Regions from separate parts of the Anser cygnoides genome. Here region 2 is linked to region 1. The links are chromatin contacts, called in public Hi-C maps. All regions are on one chromosome and are shown on one strand. The core of a region is the stretch at or near the end of the contact, and the rest is flanking DNA. Distances in the headings are between cores, read along the strand shown.

The links. Hi-C and Micro-C count contacts between places; a contact is called where the count stands out from the background.
Region 2: a contact with region 1 is called in a Hi-C map of liver, with 12 times the contacts expected there. The contact joins the enhancer-like site here to the promoter of FBXO4 in region 1. A contact is called at or near these places in 2 of 7 Hi-C or Micro-C datasets (granulosa cells and liver).

Annotation. Positions count from the first base shown.
Region 1 is chrZ:68,816,077-68,821,376 of Taihu_goose_T2T_genome, reverse strand. It overlaps FBXO4 (F-box protein 4), which reads right to left and starts at 2,132. Exons shown (of 7, transcript XM_013181781.3): 1 at 1,993-2,132; 2 at 1,184-1,419. The coding sequence starts at 1,398. It overlaps RIMOC1 (RAB7A interacting MON1-CCZ1 complex subunit 1), which reads right to left. Exons shown (of 6, transcript XM_066987600.1): 1 at 5,288-5,300; 2 at 4,886-4,992; 3 at 4,369-4,515; 4 at 3,861-3,992; 5 at 3,546-3,660; 6 at 1,881-2,188. The coding sequence ends at 1,902.
Region 2 is chrZ:68,967,085-68,972,384 of Taihu_goose_T2T_genome, reverse strand. No RefSeq gene overlaps it. Among named protein-coding and RNA genes, the nearest start is that of GHR, 10 kb to the left of the region's middle. Within about 2 kb of position 2,639, at least 2 of the 3 cell types and tissues checked have open chromatin away from gene starts, as enhancers often do. A contact at or near this core is called in liver, where this site is marked.

The DNA of each region.
Region 1 (5,300 bases), core at 883-3,382:
TTAGGAACAGAGAACACATGATGTGAAAGAAGACAAGCTGTTGTCTGCAACCTTATGCATTCACTTGACGGAGAAGCTGGAAGGCACGAATGACTTTGGTAATCACAGGGAAAGAAGTAACAGTGACGGAAGAGACAGACTTCCTGGAGAAGCAGATTCAATCTTTGCTTCGTTGGACACTGAACTGTGATGCTGGACAAATCACTTCAAGAAAACATTAAATGTGTGCTTCTGTACACTTCACTTAAGATCAGCAACAACGTTAAGTGCTCACAGACACAACGAAAATCAGTGACAGGTCATTTCCAATATGTGATGCTCTGAAGTATTTGGACCTGAAGACATTAAATCCAGTGCTCAAAATCAATGATATTTTGCACTCCAGGTTCAAAGCACCTCTTTTCCAGCTGTAAAATGGGGGTGAAGGGCACAGAGACCACAGGAGTCAGTGCACTTTTTGTGAAGCAAGAATTTCATAAAATCATCTTTGGAAAACGTAACTGCAAATTAGTAACTTTTACTGCAAATTAATTAAAGGCATTGAATGAGATTAAAAAACAACAACAACAACAAAAAAACCACTGCAGAATAATCTGCTTCTCTTAGGGGACTTTTCAATCATCCAAACATATTATGAGTGTTACTGTGCTTTTCAGCTACACTGGTTAAAATTACAGGCTCTGTCTCATGGACACTAACCATCAGAGCTAAAGCAATATCAGTACTTATTCCAAGCACATTCAAAAATAACATTTTATTTTTTACTAGGTTTTCCAGATAAGATATAAAACAAAACTAAGGATCATTCCATTCACTGTATTTTAAACACTTTTTAGTACTTTTATCAAAACAATAAATTATTTTTCATTGCAATGAGAGTGAAGAGAATTTTCATCAGGATGAGTGGTGAGCACAGCTTCACCAGTGCAAGATTTTTGGTGGCACAGTGGGCACAGAGTTTACAAAAAGCTTTGATTATTATTTTTTTAACATCTTACATTCCTGTTGAATTCCAAGGAGAAATACCAGACCAAACGGTCACAGAGCAGGAAATTAAATTTCCAGAGTAAGGGATGGGTTTGAGAACCCACCAAAATTTGAGCAGCGGCTTACAGTTTACCGCTGTAAATACGAACCCTGCCTGTGGGCTGTAAATTGTGCAAGAGAATGCTGAGACACTCACATCGCCATGTAGTCATACAGCGTGTTATCGCTGACTTCTGAGAAGGCTTTATTAAAAATTTCCACATCCGGGAGCGACTTCCAGTCCACGGAGGTCCAGAAGGGGAGATCCCGCAGCAGAAAGTACCTCCAGAGCAGCGGGTCCTGCACGGCCGCCCTCCAGTAGCAGCTCGTGCTCCCCAGGTGGCACAGGTCTTGCGGCGAGAGGAAGGACATGATGTTCAGCTGCACGTCGATCTGAAAGCACCGAGACCGGCGGCTGAACCCCCAGGGGGGCTCGGCGCACGGCAGCCCCGAGGGCAGCGGCGAGGAGGAGGGGAGGGCGGCGGGTCCGAGCTCACCGGCAGCGCCTGCAGGGCGCTCGCTTCCTCAGCCTCCCCTTCCCCGCCCGCGGGGCCCGGCTGCGAGGCGGCCTCGGCCCGCTCCCTCAGCCCCCGCGCCCAGCGCTCCTTCAGGCCCCGCAGGCGGCCGCGCACGGCGGCCTCCAGCCCGCCCCGCTCCGCCGGCCCGCTGCCCGCCGCCATCCCGCCCCGCACGGCGCCGCCGCGGCCCCGGGCGAGGAAGAGGCGGCGCCGCCGCGGCCGCCCCCCGGCCCCGCAGCGCCCGCCCCGCCGCCGCCTGACACCGCGGTGCCGGCCACGCAGGCGGAGCCCCGCCACCCCGCGGCGGCCGGGGGTCAGGCTGACAGCACAGCGAGCTCCTTGCGAAGCGGGGCGCGTTTATTTGGTCCTGAGGTAACACAGCATTTGTTCGGCGCTGCCGGTGTTCCAGCCCTGGCCGCGCAAAGGTCCCTCGCATACAGACACGTACTTTGTCAGCATGCTTTTGCCCAGTTCTCGGAAATCCAGAGGTGCGCTGTGCGGTGATCTGCAGCCCGGCTCGCTGCTAGGCGCCGGGTCTGTCGTCCGAAGGCTTTCCTGCTCCCCCTCTCCACAGAGTTTCAGTCCCCAGTAGCACATTTCTCCGCTGTACATCATCGCCAGCAAGTGAGTGTCACTAAATATACCTGCAGAAATAATTCAGATCAAGCACTTTTTTCTTCTGTTGTGAACAAGTACGCAGCTCGTTAACTACAACCTTTTCTTAGAAAGGCAGCAAAAAAAAAAAAAAGGTACAGGCAACATCAGCCTACTAAAGAGGTACACCAAAGAACAATTTTCTGCCATTGTATGACTGATGATGCGCACAAAAGAAGCTGGACCAAGGTCTTGCTCATTGCTCCACCCATTTTGCCCTTCCATAATATTAAAATCTTTAATACTGGCATATAAATATGTATAAATAAATAATATATATATATATAAAAATATAATATAGATAGATAATAAAAAATATGTTTGCCTATGTTTGTTTATCTTAGACAACTTCAGTATTTCTGTACAATCCATTAAGTGGAGGTATGAGCATGTATTAGAATTGACCACATTAGAATACCTCTGTGCCTCCCACAATTTAAGCCTACTAGAAGATAGCTTTTTGAACATCATCTTAACTCGGGTTAACCAGCAGCAGCTTTTGTATTTGAATAGGAAACACATTAAGTGTCCATGGTCATTCAAAGCAAAGAAATCCTACTGAATGAATGTACAAAATCAGTCACTGAATTTGTTCAATCAATGTGGAGCTGAACTAGAGCAATCCCACTTTTGGATGAAATTAAACGAGGTGCTCTGCTGTCCCCCTGAGCATTTATTGCATAGGACCAAAGTAGAGGTAGTTTTGACAGGGTATAATGTGAACATCCCATTCTCATCACCAGCTGTTTTACTTTGGAAATCCTCTCCTGCTCCATCACCATACCAGCACCACACTGATGTAGTCTCAGATGCTCATGTAATTGCACTATAATAATGCAACTTACATAAAGCTACAGTGGATGAGAGAGAAAGTTTCCCAACTCTAGCCAACTTTGCTTATACTTTCTACATGGGTGAAGTCAACAATTCATCATATCTGTTTTCTTCTAGATCTAAACAGGGAAATCAAAACGGTAACATTTTGTGCCCTCTGTAATCGTGTTTGTGCTTTCAACATTTGTCAACTGACAGCTGTATGGTTATAAACCACAAACACTGTGCACACAGTGTATAAAGCCTCAGTTCATTTTCCTTCAGTGCACTCAAAAATATAGAGAAAATGAACATTACCACCTCAGACGACTGAGAAGAATGACTCAGAAGAAATTATGTGGGATGAGGAGGGAATCAGGAAAGCGTGCCCGCTTTTTATGTCTGTTAGTTTTTGGTTTGTTGTAAAAAGTGATAGTTTTGAATACAAATGAAGTCGAATGACCAAAATACACAATAAAGCATTTTATAAAGTGGAGTAGTTATTGGGGGCATGGGTTGCGCTTTTTTCTTTACCTTCACTGAGTAATCTAGCTGTGTCTTTATCTTGAAGTAAGACATCTTCATTTAGATGAAGAGGGCATCTAAAGCTAAGCATCTTCATCAAGTAACGAACTCCATCATTAAGACACTGAATGCAGTTACAAAATGTGGAAAAAAACACTTTTAGATAAATTCTAATTAATTTAATGATAGCCAAAAATATTTCCAGACACGAATTCCCCCAAACCTTATTTAAAATAAATAAAAAAGTATTTTAAAAAAGTCACACTTTAAAACCATATTTACGGGCATTCACATATTCATAGCACTTTATAAATCCTCCTTTACCTTTTTAAATATGGCAATGTTTTCTCGTAGCCATTCACTCCTTTCTTTTGCTGTATGACAATACATGTAAAGCAGGGCTCCTTTTCTCCAGTAAAGACATTCTACCAACTCTATACCAAGGATGTTAATAGGCTGAAATAAAATCCAACAAACTGTGCTAAGCAAAAAGTAAACCATCTAAACTACTCATACACACACAGTGTTATATTAAGCCTCCAGCTTTAGAGGCTGTACTTAACAGCAGAGGTCGCAGACACAAACCTCGTATTTCAGATTTGTATTGCCAAAAGCTTCTGTAATCATGAAACATTAGGAAAGAATGAGCATGCAACATGTTCTTTGAAAAATTATTTTGACGAATTACTATTTAAATATAACTAAGATATTATTTTTTTCCAAAGATCTTAAACTTTGCCCATTAAAAATACAAATAATACTATCCTATCCTATTTCAGATTTTTAAGTAATGAAATATTTGATTCTCTCACTGAGTAACACTAGTACTCACATCCTCATTTATGCTGCATTCTCTCACTAGATCTTCTGGTTCTGACAAAATACTAGTAAGTTCTTTAACTTTTTCCAAGGAAGTTTCTTCTGGAAAATCTTCATCCACAAGCTGGCTTTCCTCAAAATATGTAATGTCTAAAACAGCCTATGGAAACAAAAAGATATAAAATGCAAGAATACTACTTGCAGACTAATCAGATAGTACTTTACAATTACTTTACAATTAGTACAATTTACTTAATTTACAAAAGTAACAAGCTAAAGGTATTGTAGGGTTGTTGATGGTGAACATTAACTCATAACCCTTTCTGTCTTCACAGTATCTGTACAATTACTGTCAACTCTAACTTATCTTCTACTCCAGACAAAAGAAGCCCTATATTTCATGGATATTCTGTAGTTACCACGGGAGTAACAGAAATCCCTCTCTGTTACACCCTCTTTCATACACCGAACCCTCTCCTATACACAGGGGATGTTTTTAGATGGAGTTCGTAATGCTTTGAACGCACTACCTGTGTATAAAGCTGCAAAAGCTTGGAAGGGTGTGTTTTCTCGCTCCCTTCATTACAGAGTCCCTCCAGTTTCTCCAGAGCAGCAGAGCCCTTTACGAGGAAGGTATCTGAGGGAAGAACACAACGCCCCCTTAGCACTGCCAAGCACCCACCCAGAGCCCTGCTTCCTCCCCCTTTCCATTATGTTTTTACCGCCTTTGTGATGTATCTGAGAGCAGCAGCAGAACAACAAGGCACCAAAACCGCCCCGCTGACACAAGTCCCGACCGGACCGAGGGCACCCAAGGGTGCCGGCCTCCTCCTCAGGCAGGCCCCGGGGACGAGCCCCCCTCACGGGGGAGCACCACCGGCGCTCCCCCCACACACCCCGCCGCCGCCCCGCTCCCTGCCGGCGCCCCTCACCGTCACCGCCCGC
Region 2 (5,300 bases), core at 1,390-3,889, 150 kb before region 1:
ATATTATTCTGTTAAAGTATCATTTAAATGCTCTACAAATAATTGTCTTTGAAAACAGAATCTTGTTTATATACACAAAGTTCATAGTAATAAGTGAGATAGCACTTTGACTCTTCCAAAAGGCAACATTCATTGATGTGCTTCCCACCCCTATCCTGTAGTATGAACTTCACCATCTAATCAGGTGTAAAACCCGGACCTGCTGGTCTTCAGTTCCTGGGATCATCCCCAAAATCCTTTTTTTGCAGATGGGATTACACTTATTTCTTCAGAAATCTTAATTGCACCATAACTACCTTGCAATCAAAATGCAGATCTCTGGACTGCGTCTCTTTTGCTTGAAAAATCTCTGTCCTACTTCTTCAAGGTCCTCCCATGGACTTCCATTCAACTTGTAAAAAATGGTTTGGCTGTTCATCCACAGGATCTGATGTCCTTTAGCCCTCAACCACTGCCTGGGTGAAATTGTTGCACAAGATTATTTTAAACTTGTTTCATCTTGCATGCTTGCACTTTGATGATTCTCAGCACAAATAACTGTACTGAAGGGCAGCGAGGGCAAGAATCAGCTGATAAAGGAATGACCTCAGGAGTCATCCAGTTCAGAATGTCCAGCCTTTCTGATTAATGGATCTGCATAACAATGTTTTGATTTGGAGAGAAGCCATGGGATGCATACCGTGTGCCTTGGAGAGGCCAAGGACCAGGAGTCATATGAGCAACAATATTCTTATGGGACTACAGAGTTCCATCATGGGATGGGGCCAAGCTGAATATAAAGCAGGGTTCCAGGAAAATAGGTGATTTCAGTCTAAATAAGATCTGATGACTACTATTCTTCATAGATGGAGACTCAGATCCAGCCGTAGCTCCCATACCAGAGCAGACTATCTGCTCATCATGTTCTTGGAATGCTTCACATTTCGTCACTTTGACACGGTAACATTTGGATTGTTGTTGAGCCAAGTGCAGTTGAAACCTACAGGTGACCTACTCCTGATGTGCATACCAGAGCAAGATTAATTGTCCCTACCTAATTCTTCATACTTACTTGACTAATTTTTCTAACAGGTCTCAGTGGTAAAGACCTCCCTACCTACCAAAGCCACCTATATCAGACCTCCACAAATTTACAATTAGAATGTTTTCCCACATGCCTAACCCTTTTTCTCACTACAATTTAAATTCCTGAATTCTTCTATCCACAGTAGAAAGTGTGGTCATTATTTCCGAGCTCTTCTTCTTTTACCCCCCCCCCCTTTTTTTTTTAAGGCACATATTTTTGTCCTTTTCCAGGCTTAGATATCCATCTTTCATGAATTCTCAAGTTATAGATAATCTAATTACTTCACCTAATTCTTAAAATATACCAGGTCGTGGTCTATCTGGTCAGGCTGACTTGAGAACATTTTGTCACTCTCTCTCATTCTCTTTTTACCCTGTTTTAGATTGAATTCTTAACCCTTTGTCATGAATGTTAATTATGCTAGTCATGTGCATGCAGCTCACATGCAAAAGAGGTTTTAAATACTCTAAACATTTTTGGATCATCAATTTACATGTCATCGCCTTACACCCTTTCCTCTGAGAGACAGGAAAAACAAGTAGTGTTTTCCTTGCTGTTCCTTATTATTAACGCACCTTAACTTTTGAGGACTTTTGTAATTGTACATGGGTTTTGTGCCTGTTTTTCTGATTGTTTTTTGTACACGTGCTGTTATTTTATATGCTTTAGAATTTGATCTGATTTCCACTTACACGTGCAACTTTGTGAGCTTGAGGTCACTTAAAAGCTTCTGGCTTACCTGAATTCATCTCTCATTACTTTTCCCCTTTGATAGGGATAGCTTGTGCTTCCTGCCACAAGAAATGATTTACATTTTCCTTTCACTTTGTTATTGACTTGAGTGGATAGAAGTTTGCCTGCTTGAAGTCCATGGTTCTCCTGTTTTCCGTATTTTCCTTTCTGAGGACTGTGAACTCTGTAGTTTCATAGACATTGTCTCCAAGTTGCCTTTCATCGTCAGATTCTCAAACAATTACCCTTTACTGGTAAGAACCACATCTAGAAGAGCCTCTTCTCTGTCTGTTTTTTCTACTGCACCAGAAATGGTGACCAGTGCTTTTCCATTTAGAGCTTGCTAATCAATCTGTCCTGACGTTTTCCATTCCTAACAGTCCTTTGGACAGCTAAAATCTCTGACTCTCTAGCCCCGTGCATTGAATAATTTGTCTTACGGCTCACAAAAAAGGCTTCCACAGCAGACATTTTCAGATGAGGTGTTTGGACTAGCAATGGTAGCAGTCATGTTCTTCTGCTGTTTCACTGTTACACAGATCCTTCCTCTGAGTCTGACTTTTTCTCACCTCTGGAATTCAGGACCAGTGCAGAGCTGTATCCTTTAATAGTAAAGAGCCCTATTATGTGAGCTATCATGCTCATAAGCCTATACTTTGCCAACAATTTTTTTTGTTTTGTTTTTGTGGTTGTGGTTTAGGTTTCCCTGGTCCTTGTATTACTTCCCACATTTCCTTATACTTTTTACTTGGCTTGTCACAATCCTTCTACCTCCATGCATTATTTTTTTTAAAGTATTTTAAAATCTGCTTTATGTACTTGAAATGATCACATACATACAGAGTGACATATATAAAATTAAATCTAGGCATGTTACTTTCTGTTCTTTCCTGAAGGTTTTTTTTTTTTTTTAAGGATTTGTATATTTTTGATCAAATGAGCAAAAATAATGTGAAAAAAACAAACAGGGTAATCAGCTTTCGTAATCCAACTTCTATGCCAGTTGTATGTTTCTGTTCTCTGTGGTGGTGGTGTAGTCAAATTGTGTTTTTTTTTTTTTTTTAATTTCTATTGACTTGAGACCAATACACTTTAGACAGCAGCCCTGAAGTCATTTGCAAATACCATTTAAATGGCTTCAACACAGTGGCAGTGATGTTTACCTAGTGTGAGTTTTATTTATTTCTTTTAAAAGAGAACAGCTCTAACACCTATGTGAAGCACCAGCAGACATGTCCTTTCCAGTTCCCTTTAACAGCACTCGATAACATTCCATCGATCCTGACACTTGTAAACAGATGCTTAGATATCCAGCCAGCCGAAACCTCTGACACAGGCCACATCTAGAAATAGCTTGTACAGAAATAATCCCGTAAGTCAGTTGACACAGCCAAGAGGAGGGCCCTGTAGCGTTGAGAGACTTGTGCTCCTTGCATGTGCACTGCGTAGTAAGAATCCCACCTACTTCCACCCCAGTGATCGTGTTCATGACTTCATGTGTACTATTATACACTCACTACACAACATGTTTGCATGCACTTCCTTTCATAAGGAACTGTCACAGAACTGCCATTTCCCATTTTCATAAAATTGTTTACTTTGATAAAGCAGTTTTCAGCTGTTACCCCCACCACAAGACGACGTGAGGAGGCGGCCAGCAGCTGTGTCTCTGTCCCACACCGAGGGCACAGGGTTAAAGTTCTGTTTGTCTCTGCCTTCCCCCGCATATCAATCTATGCCTGGCTAAAGTGTCTGTACAGATGTGCTGCTGGAATATTTCATTTGGGTTCTTGATGCTTAAATTAAAAACATGAAAGAAGCCACTAATATTCCCAAAGGCAGAGAACTTCACAGGAAGTTTGTAATTCTGGAAGCCTATCACATGAGAAAGCGTAGCTTCTGTAATTTGCAGAACACAGGCAGTTTTGTACACCATACAGAAGAAATGGAAAAATCAGCACCAAGGTTTCATAGCTGCCTGAAGGACTGGAACCTCTAACTTCTCTCCATTTATCTGTTGTGGAGAAAGCATGAGTAGCATACAGCTGAGTAAGATGAGTTGGGGCAGGCATGACAAGAATTACAACAGTAAGATTACTGTCTTTTCATATGTGCATATATATCAGTGGTTCCAATAAAATACTGTTGTAGCCGTAAGTCTACTCACATGTTGGGACTGACTCATTTTTTCCCCCAGATGTGCCAATTTTAGTGAAGTTTATAGAGACAACAAGAACAGATATGGAAGGAAAGTTTTGAATAATTGTCAAAAAAGCAAAACAGACACGTTTCCCAACCCATAGAATGAGATACATAGCCTACACACACCCTGACAGATGGGTTACATGAGATGCAAGCACACCATTGACTCTCAACTGCTTAGTCATGTGGAAAAGAGGGAAGGATGCAGTTAAGGTGCAGGGGTCAGTCCACTGTTTCCAGCCACTGCGTCATCCAAACATCTCAAACGTTTTCAAACTCCATATTAAGCAACACAGGGTTGAGTTTTGGGGCATCAGAACTTGCGTTCTCTAGTAGTTACACATGTTCTTCTCATTTCAACCTGAAGACATTCATGGCCTGCAAAAGTCCACTTTTTGTGTATCAAAACTGTCCTTTACCTGAAATTACTCACATTCTCCCTAGTGCTTCCCCCAGGCGTATTAATAGTTACCTTATTGCCTTCTTTTTTTCCCTCAGCTTTCACTTTGTTTTTCACCAAACTGCTTTAGTCCCCTCTCAGGGAAGAGGCTGCTGCAATAGCTGTAGCAGGAGATTTCCCCGTTTGGGCTTTGAACTTCGTTTTTCTAATAATCTAATTGCTGAGCTGACCAAACACTTTGAAACGTCTGAGAATTCTCTGAATTTCTAAGAATGTCATTCAAAATCTGCCCATGTGAACATCAGTTGTCACCTCAGTTTTGCTGCTGAGGACCCAAGCCTAAAACTTTTTTGTTTTTGGAGGGGGGGTGGGTGGGGCGACACACCCCACATGCTTTGCTCCCATATATTGGATTTGGCTGCTGTGGAATCACAAAACCTGAAATCCCAGCCGCCGGATGTCAGCCCCTGGTGTGGTCAGTCTGCTGAAACTTGTGTGTGTGGGGAAAGCACCCACCCGTTCGGGGAGGCTCCCAGCAACTCAGCTCAGTTCTGCTGAAGCATCACGGAGCCTGCAGGTTTCATATCACATGTTCCAGGGTTCAGTGAATTGTTCCTTTTGTCCTCTTAATACTTCTAATCTCTGTACAAAATCCCTTATCTGATCCATCCTTCTGTCAATTTTGGTCCTTTAGAGCAGGCCACAGTCACTGCAGTGCTGGATAGAGCTGGCAGTTGGAGGAAGAGAGGCCACACCACACAGCACACTAAACAGGCCTTGGAGGCCCTGACAGAAGGATGGGGATGTATGTACCACAATTCAATGAGCAGCACTGACAAAGCTGTGTGCAGTCATCAGTTCCATACTCCCTTTTCATCTTGTACTCAATCCCATCCTCTC